Linked DNA regions of Danio rerio: region 2 is linked to region 1. Evidence: chromatin contacts called from public Micro-C data. All regions are on one chromosome and are shown on one strand. Each heading gives the region's core, a stretch centred on a gene start, on an enhancer-like site or on the middle of the called end of the contact. The rest is flanking DNA. Distances are from core to core; before and after follow the strand shown.

Region 1 (5,197 bases), core at 777-3,276:
AAAGTAGCCAGATAAGCTTAAACCACCAGAAGCAATGAGTTAGCATAGCTCAAACACATTTATGTAGTGTAATGAATCACATAAATGAAATCTTCTCGGAGTCAAGCTGTAGGTGACCTGTTTACTGCATGAAACCTGGGTTCTCACTACCTGCTGAGCCAAAGCAGCATGTCAGAGTATTTTTACCCAGCTCCGTCAGAGTTGATCCCCTGTAATTGAAAGGATAAATTCCCCTCCTCTTCTTTACAAACAGACTGTTAAACACAATCGCAGATCAAAACTGATGGTAAGTTTACATGATTTTTTTTTAATTTCACGCAAGTACAAATACATATCTTCATATAACCGCTTGAATCCTTCATCTTTACAGGCTACTGTAATCAATAAAAACTTCAGGTAGAAAGGAGAAATACTTACAATTTATTAAAAAGCATGGTATAATTAAAGACATATAAATGAAAAAATAATAACTTTTTATGAGTCACCACAATAAAAGTTGTCCACTGTGTCTTACAGATAACATGGAAGCCATTGAAGAATTTTCAGGATGATCAAGTGCCAAGGTCAACAGACCAGATTTTATATTAACTCACCTGCAACGGGAAGAGATTTAATGCAATATCTCAAGCCATATCATTAACCGACAAATGCTCTAATTATTCTATGAGGGCAGAGCAATGGAGATTTAGCAGGAGGGTAGGGGGAGGACTAAGCCGGGCAATTAGGAAAAGCAATCTTTGCTCCCTGAGGTGGATGAAGAGAGAGAGAGTGGTAAGTATTACCACAGTGCATGTCTCTTTAAATGAAGGGAGAGCAAGGGAGAGAGAGAGAGCATGTGAAAGGGGGAGGGGGAGTTGGCTGCGTTGGAACAGTCCGCCTCTAATGAGCAGATTTGAGAGACACCAGTGTAAGAGAGAGAGAGAGACGTCTAAGCATATGGGGGAATAAGATGACGACGAAGGAAAAGACAATCAGCGTCACACAAAAATCATCCCAACAACGTGACTGAGTCAAGGAGGAGCAGAAGAAGGTAAATCAGGAACGATGCATCTGGTTTTCCCACCTGCAAGCAAACCGAAGCACAGGATTTTTATACAAACCTGAAAAGAGAGCGGAGGGGGAAATCGGAGACAACGACAAAACAGTGCCCAGATAAGGAATTAATCACATCAGTTTGCTTGCGATCAAGCTGTGCTCTCATCCTGATCTGGTGAAAGCGCGCGTATATATGCATGCGATTGTGTGTGGATAGAGACTGCATTGCTGCTAGCTGACGGAGACTAAAGCTTGCAGAATCCGTCGCTCTCTTCTTTTTTTCTTGTTTCTCTTGCACTCTGTCTCCCTGTATGGCATCAGCATGTCAGGTGGATTTGGTACAACAGTGAGTGAGCTCCTGGCAAAGTGGATGCATTTGTAAATGCTACCTGCCTGCTTCATCTATCGGCCATCACTCTGAGGACTCACAGGTTTCTAGGTGGAGTCTGGAGGTCTCCGCTACTGGGAGGGGAAGTGAAACAGCTCAAAGCCCCAGAGAGGGTGAGCGGGAGCGCGGGTAGGTGTGTGCTGGCACAGGGGCCCTCTGTGGAGCAGGAACGAAGAGGGGGCCAGAGCATCAGAACCGAGAGAATTGTTGCTGCGTTGGTAACAGTAGAACAAGGCGCATGGCTGGCGTGGGCCCACTTTCGTTGAGAAGCAACTGCAGGGAAGCAACTTGTGAATAAAACGCTCCACTCCTAGAAGAGGATGGTCTGAGAGGGCTCAAGCTGCTCCTGCCTTGTTTGACAGGAGGGGACTACTGCCCAAGAGGGCTCGTTCTTTGTTCTTTTAACTTTTTGCATAGTTTTTTAAAATCTTTTTATTTTTTTAAAGACCATCAGAAGAAAGCAGAAGAAAGGGGCGTTTGTATCCCCAGCTTTCTACCACCACCCTGGCTCAATTTCCAAGTATTGTTTTGTTTGGGTATTACTTTTTTTTCTCTTTCTTTTCTTTTTGAGATTTGGGGTATTTGCCAAAACCTATTTCATGCATGTCCACTGGGGGCAGGTTCAACTTTGATGATGGGGGATCATACTGTGGAGGGTGGGAAGAGGGAAAGGCCCATGGCCATGGCATCTGCACAGGACCCAAGGGCCAAGGCGAGTATGCGGGCTCCTGGAGTCACGGTTTTGAGGTGGTCGGTATCTATACCTGGCCCAGTGGGAACACTTTTCAGGGGACATGGGCACAAGGCAAGCGGCATGGCATTGGAATTGAAAACAAGGGCAAGTGGGTTTATAAGGGTGAGTGGACACATGGATTTAAGGGACGCTATGGTGTGCGGGAAAGCACAGGAACCAGCGGCAAGTATGAGGGCACGTGGAACAATGGCCTACAGGATGGATATGGAACAGAGACATACTCTGATGGAGGTAAGAGACTAAAGGACTTTTTTGCTAAAGAGTAAGAGCTATAACCATTTACTCACCCTTTTGTCTTTAGAAACCTCTCTGACTTTTAACTTCAGCACCAAGTATTGTTCTATTTTCCTGTCATACAGGTTTAGAATTTCATAAGGGCAAGTTCTGCTAACTGTACCATCAATGACTAAAACAGATTTCTATAATACCTTATTTTCATTTTTGAACCACTCTTCACTTTTTGATTTCGTCACCTTGGAATTAGGAGGTTTTAGCTGCGTTCTAAATGATTTTGAGATATTGAGCTTTAAAGTTTTTGCATTCCATAGCAAACTGTGTAACATTTGTTTTTGTTTTTTTATAAAAAGTCTTAAAATGTAAACAACTTATAAAAAAAACATCCCATAATTTAAATAAGTTGTCATTTTATAAGAATATGTGAATAAAAAAATTTTGACAAAAATGTCAGATAGAACCTTATAATTCTAAGGTGATGATTTGTAGTCAGATTTTTTGATCCATCATCTAATAATCATTTAAACTCCACTCTCCACTAACTGGTGATAAGATCACTTTAGAACTTAAGAACAATTGGACAACTAACAAACAGGGATAAAATTTGACGAAATACCAGAACCCCTTTATTTGAGTAGTAACAAAGTTTCTGGTGTACAAAACAAAATACAAGAGCTCCTGGCTAACAACTTGATTAGGAAAAATGATAGCTGCGTCCCAAATTGCATACTTATGCACTATTCTACGCCATTTTGTAGTATAAATAGTGTAAGTAGTGTGTTCACACTGAAAACTCTTAAAATAATAAGTGCACTTTAATTACCCGGATGATGCATTCATTCAGCCGCTAAAATGAGGTGTGTAATGATGGACACTTCACGCACTCAACGACCGCAGGTTTGCTTACGTAGTGGAAGGGGCGGAGCTATCGGACGCACATGTTGGATAACTTTATTTATTTTGGATGGAGAAAGCAAAATTCTCCTACGAGAGTGATTATATCGCCTCCCGATGGTGAATGCGGCAATACTCACGATAGGTATTATTTGATAATTCTTTTGTTTATTTCGCTGATTTGGCAACCGTCAAACGTCATCAGGGAAACGGTTTGAATTTCCGTTTAGTAAAAAAACATTAGTGTGCCATTTGGGACAACACTACATACATGTAATATTCTGTTGAGTGTGTAAGTGCATAAGTACATACAGTAGTGCATGAGTGCATAGTGTATAGTGTGCCATTTGGGACGCAGCTGATGTGAAGACAAAATAACATAAACATACAAAAAAAAGTTGGTTTGAAATGACATTAGACTGAGTAAATGATTTAATTTAATATTTCAGGTGAATTACCCTTGTAAATAAGTAGGTAGAGTAGAAGTGCATGTAGAGACTCAGGTGGCAATAATATAACATATATTATTTTCAATCGTAAATCTGAAAAAAAAAAAAAAGCTGAATGTCTGGCTGTTAAGATATATACATATCCTACCCATCCCTGTATCTGTGACTATAAAAAGTAAAATCGGCAACCATTTTACTGTTTTAAGTTGAACAAAGTGTCCATTCTGGTGAATGAGGGATGTACTTATATCAACAGTGTATCTATTTTCAGATCAGCATAACCTCTCTCTCTTTGTTTCATTCTCTCAATCTCCCTGCATTATGGAAGTGCTGCCTGTGTGTCTTTTACAGCAAGTTGCTGTGGAAACCTACGCAGACTCTGGCAGCAGGTCAGCATGTCACTGGAGACTCTGTGCTCGCCAATCTGATTGGCTGGCCGACTCGCTAATGGTGTTTACTTACTTTGGTACTAATCTGGGCCACTTAATCACAACCACAGTAAGCAGTCAGAGAAGACAGAGATTGAGATGAAGGGGGGGAAAAAAGTATATGAAAATGAGCCAGAGAAGAGAGAGACGATACAGGACAAGGTTAATAGGGCCACAAAGAGGTTACAGTAGCATTATCAGCTCACGGTGCTGTCTGAGTACACTACAGCTGCCACACACCAAAGCATCTGTTCACATTATGACCTGAATTCCCCCATCACACTAAAGAGGACAGGTTTGTTTCTCTCGGATTCTACTGGACAAGAAGAGACTAAAAGTTTGGAATATTATAAAACAAATCTTTATTATGAATATAAGCCGGCATTTGTGGGTTTGCAGTGAATCAAATCTGTTAACTTGAAATCACTTGCATTAATCTTTGATTTAATAACATGTCATGTTTACTCCTCTCAGCTTATGTGGGATTACTTGTCTTACGGCATTGTGCCGGATATGTCCGATTTTTGCTATCAAGGTTGCTCTGTTTTCAGTTTCTGATGTAACCTTAATGATTATTTAGTAGTCACAGAGTTAAGTACTTATATACATCAATGTGGATTCTCTGGACATGATGACACTGTTGGCCTCAAGCAACGTTGTGTGCCTTATATACAGCAATTCCCAGCACTCTTGCTTGACTAAAACTCAAATGCTGATCAATCTGGTCTCTGAAAAGTGGCTTTCAGCATCACTCAAAAGCAAATTGAATTACCTAGAATCATACATACCAGTTGTGCATACCAGTTATACGTTTCAAATCAATTCAGGCGGATTACAAATTGTTTACAATCCAAAAATGCGGACTATTACACATAACCTGCATCGCAATGAAATAAGTGGCTCAAAACAACTTAATAGCTGATCAATCTGCCTTCTGAAAAGCATTGCTCAAAAGCTAATTGAAACACTCAAACATATCAGATATGCGGTTCAAATGAATTCAGGCTGATTGTAT
Region 2 (5,149 bases), core at 186-2,685, 150 kb after region 1:
AAAAAGGCACACATTTAAAACCTATTTTAACTGGCAAAGAAGTTGAAAGTACTGTAGCAAAATATTTAGGATATTTAAAAATACCTGGTGGTGAACAAGAAATTTTCAACATATCAGACATTTTAATTAGTGTGCATATTAAAATGTTATTTGAAAAAACAAACATAGATATTATGCTGTTAACAGCAACTTAAACATAACAAAAAATGTTTTTACTCTAAAAATAGGACTTACTTTTTTAACAAATTATCAGTATTTATCCTCAAAGTACAGTATGAACTTACAGCTAAATTCCTATCAATACAAATAAAATTAATTTGCATAAAGCCCGCCAAGGTGATGTAGCAGCACGTGCCACTTCCTCCAGTTGCATCGACTGCATGATGAAATTCGTCTGAACATTTTCAGCATCCTCACTTCCTCCTATAGTCAAAACACGCCTTTTCAGTTTTGAAACGTAGCGTCCTCGTCTATAATTACATATTTACTATCACACGTGTAGTTTAAATAATTTATTTCTTTACAATTGCTATGACAGATGATAGAAGCAAAGAAGCGCGCAAATGACAGCTGAGGTAAGTTAAAGTCCAACGTCACAAACGGTCAACTGAGAAGATTCACTTAGAATAGTGTGATTTTGGTGATTTAATTCATAAATTAAATAAAGTATTTAAAGTTTTAGAGGCTTAACAGTGTAGGTAACAGTTTACTTACGTATACACAGACAAGCCACCAGCTTAGCCCCTGTTTCAGGGACGGGACAGACAGGAAAGATTGGCTTCAGGATGTAAGTGGCGAAAACATATGCGACAATATACTGCGAGGACGGCCTGATGATGAGCAGCTCGATCCACAGTTTCAGAAACGCAGGCAGGGAGCCGTAAACTTCAAGGATGTAAGCGTAGTCACCCCCTGATTTGGTGATAGTGGTCCCTAGTTCGGCGTAGCACAGCGCGCCTATAGTGGAGAAGACGCCGCACACAGTCCAGACAACCAGAGATAGCCCGACCGAACCGGCTTCTTTCACCACTCCGGTTGGGGTCACGAAGATGCCAGAGCCAATGATGGTGCCCACAATGATGGCCACGCCGTTCACCAGAGTTATAGTTCTTTTCAGCACGACTGTCTCTTCTCCATCCGCAGGGCTGATATCTGTGCTCGGGCTTCCAGGCGTGATGTCTCCTGACGGGCTCGTGTTCCCATTTCCACCCCTGCCTGTGAGCATCTTCTCCGTCACCTGCTTGTCGTCTTCATCCCGTTCCGTGGATGCATTTGAACTCCGTTTCTTTAGCCCGGACATCGCGTCCTCTTGTCAAACAAAGCAACGCGCTTTGTACTTGGGTATTAGGTGTGAAAACGACCCGTTCAGCTCCTTCAGAATGGGCTCGGCTGATTCACGTTGATACCGTGGAGTCTGCTCTGACTCACAGAAACGTGGTATCTGAAGTGTGTCAACGTTGTAGAGGCGGACAAAAGCATCCCCTGATTCGGCCTGCCTCTTTCCTCCTAATAAAGGCGCGTCACCGCGTCACTGGATCTAGAGATCTGTTTGTGCTGTGCTCGTCGCCCTCTAGTGTCTACATTCATTTCATGATAAAAATTCTTGTTCTGAGAGATCAAGCAGGTTGAGCAGGTTAGAGTTTTGGATTATTGTTCAGTTTCCATTTGAGATTTGTATAAATAATGTTCTTATTAGAGCTATATAATAACCAGTAAGTCTATTCGATACATTCTCTTGACATTTTAAATAGCATGATAAACTAGACTCTATACAGTACTTTCAAAGTTGCAGTTTTTCCTACACCCATGACGATTTGCCAAAATTATGCCTCTAACTTTTGTTCAAATGTAAACAATATGAAAAAGGTCTGTATGACAAATGCATAAGCATTTTCTAAAAAGGAGTATAATGAGCAGAGCCAATAGAGCCAAATCAGTCTCAAAAATAATACATTTACAAAATATAATCCATACATTCACAACAGTTCAAATGTACAAAATCCAATTCACTAATTCAAAACGCGATTCATAAATACACAAATCCAATTCGTAAATTTAAAATGTGATTTGTAAATACACAAATACAATTTGTAAATTCAAAATGCGATTCATAAATACACAAATTTAATCCATAAATTCAAAGCGCGATTTATAAATACACAAATCCAATTCGTGAACTCAAAACACGATTCATAAATACACTAATCCAATACATAAATTCAAAACAATTCATAAATACACAAACCCAATTTATAAATGCAAAACGCAATTCATAAATAAACAAACCCAATTTATAAATGCAAAACGCAATTCATAAATAAACAAACCCAATTTATAAATGCAAAACGCAATTCATAAATACACAAATCCAACTTGCAAATTCAAAACATGATTTCAAAATACACAAATCCAATTTGTAAAATTCAAAATGCGATTTTTAAATACACAAATTCAATTAGTAAACTCAAAACACAATTCATAAATACACAAATCCAATTCATTTGGCAAAAAAAAAAAACTTTTGAATTCACGAATTGTGTGTTGAATTTATGAATTGTTTATTTTATTTACAAATTAGATATTGTAAATGTGAATAGTGCTGTGCATGTATGAATCTTATTTTGTAAACGTTATTTTTTTAGACTGATCTGGCTCCATAGGTGACTGCTGGTGTAGAAACATTCTAGTAAACAAAACAAAAATAATAAAATTTTAACAGTTGTTTAAAACACCCATGTGGGGGGGGGGGGGGGGGGGGGGGGGGGGGGTTCTTGTAAATAGATCAGGGTAGAGAAATGAGAATATCTTAGCACCTTTAGTGTAAACCTAATGGGATATAGAATTAATTAAATCCAGAGGGCAGACCAAAACAATGCCATATTTGTTTTTTCACATCTTTACAGCTGAATACAAATGAGGACTACTAATTCTAAAAAATAATACTAAACAGAATAAACTTTTTAAATTAATAAAATTAGATTTTTATACCCTCATAGTATAGTAAAGTGGAATATGTTGATGTATTTTTTTAAGTTTTACACATTTTTAGTTTGGCATTTCTATCACAATCCATACAAACCCAATGCAATTCACCTTGAACTTGAACAATTGGTTAGGAAACTGGATAATGAGTTTTTCCTCTAGAATGACTAGACGTTTTTTTTCCAAATGCTTAATTTCAGTTTTAAATATATTCAGAATCCCTGGCTAGACGTGAAGTACCATTAGCTGCCATTTCTCATTCACCTCTTGACAATTCTTTGATCATAATGTCTGAAGAAACTTATGAAAAAATAACAAAGTTGTCCCTGCTAATTTCCTGTTTTCAAGTAGACCCTTGAAAAAAAATCATGTGACATTCCCTTTGGCCTTCAAAGATATTGGTTCTCAAATTAAACAAAACAACATCTTAAATTTCACCCACAAGCTTTCGCATTTCAAAGACAAATACTTGCATGTCACAAGGTATCCGTCTCAAAAGACCAGGGGAGTATTATCTGCAGGGGGCAAGTGTGTTAGTAATACTCACGAACTTCATGACCTTAATTTAAAGGTTATATTCATCAGGGTTATTTGCCACCTGCATCCTCTATGCACGTGTGCTCTTATCACGAGAATTAGTTTGTATTTAATGGTGTATGTTTTTTCAGCTTAAAGATAAATGAGCCAGCAGGTGATTTCTTTTCCGTGGTACAAGTTATGTGGTTACTGCTGTGTTGTGCCCTGATATTTCAAAGTTCAGTTTTCTTTCTCAACTGGAGAGAGGGGCGCGGGTGTCTCAGTTCCCTGGCATCACAAGGGCTGGTTATCATTAAAAGTGGAAAACAGTCAGCTCGTGAAACTTAAGAGGGTCAGCTTTTCCAAACTTGTATTTAAAATTTGTAGGTATGAACTTGAGTGGTTTAAGAGTTTGAACATGGATTAAATTGTGAATTGAACCAGTTGGCCGATAAACTCTCAGGACCTCTTTTTGATCTAAAAAGGAAAACAGATGGATTTGGAGTTCTAAGAAATATCTTCAAGCCATTGATTCCTGTTTATAAAAGGTAAATAGGCGTGAATGGAGTTTACTTTTTGTCTAAAAATAACTTGAAACAACACTGAAGAACAAAACCAGCGTAAGAGGAAGGAGCCTCTTATTAGGAACTTTTATCTGTGACTTCTATTCAGTTAGCCAACCTCAAAAAGACCTCAGCATCCACCATTGTCAGTTGCCAAACTTCTTCCCTCATCACAACTGTGACCATCTGCAGAGTTTTCCAAAGGAGTCATCTTGATCTGCTGCTCTTCAATCAGGTCGCCTCCATAGTTTGTTTTTCCTGTTGAGCTCAAAGAGCATTTTCCCAAGTTCTCCCACACAATGATAGGAAACCATGGTGTGTTTGGGATACGCGAAAACTCAGTGTCTCGTCCCATTTTTATAACTCATGCGGCCAAGAACAACAAACACGGAACGGAATCTTTTTGAACAAAGTTTGAGACAAAACTCAATCCAGGTTCCTCAGCCTCTGCAAACACCCACACCCTGGCCAGATACTCTGTCTGATTTTTTGAGGTGCTGTCTAGCCCCGAATTATTGGAGGCTTTCGGTTGATTGCATGGGATCCTGCAATGCTGCAGTGTTGAGTTGCCAACATGAGTGGGCAGCCATGGCCTAATGGTTAGAGAGTTGGACTAGAGATCCAAAGGTTGCAGATTTGAGTCCCAGTACCAGCATGGATTGTTGGTGGGAATAGTTGGTTCCTTTGAAAATAGATCTCAAACTCAATTCCTGGAGGGCCGCAGCTCTGTGCAATTTCGCTCCAACCCTAATCAAACACAGCTGATCCAAATAATTGAGGTGTTCAAGAGAGTCATGAACCACTTCCTTGGTAGAATCAGATGTGTTTGATCAGGGTTGGAGCAAAACTGTGCAGAGCTGCGGCTCTCTAGGAATTGAGTTGGAGACTTATGCCTTTGAGCAAGCCACCTAACTCCCAACTGCCCCCTGGCTATGTGTTCACGAATCACTTTGGATAAAGGTGTCTGATAATGTAAATGTAGTAAACTGAGTTTAAGCATGTGAATTACTGTCATACGACCATGTGACAAGAGGCATGAAAAAACTAATAATCTTAGACCAGGTCGTATCCTGAGCAGTGGTGGTGAT

Evidence for each region. A called contact is a pair of places that touch in the nucleus more often than the background predicts.
Region 2: a contact with region 1 is called in a Micro-C map of caudal fin, with 2.7 times the contacts expected there. The contact joins the promoter of slc7a5 here to the promoter of jph3b in region 1. A contact is called at or near these places in 3 of 18 Hi-C or Micro-C datasets (caudal fin, hematopoietic stem cells and an unstated tissue) and 1 of 4 datasets of contacts at active chromatin or transcription factors (embryo).

What each region holds. Positions count from the first base shown.
Region 1 is chr25:13,523,591-13,528,787 of GRCz12tu, forward strand. jph3b (junctophilin 3b) reads left to right here and starts at 2,027. Exons shown (of 5, transcript NM_001122702.1): 1 at 2,027-2,408. The coding sequence starts at 2,027.
Region 2 is chr25:13,672,721-13,677,869 of GRCz12tu, forward strand. It overlaps slc7a5 (solute carrier family 7 member 5), which reads right to left and starts at 1,436. Exons shown (of 10, transcript NM_001128358.1): 1 at 715-1,436. The coding sequence starts at 1,300.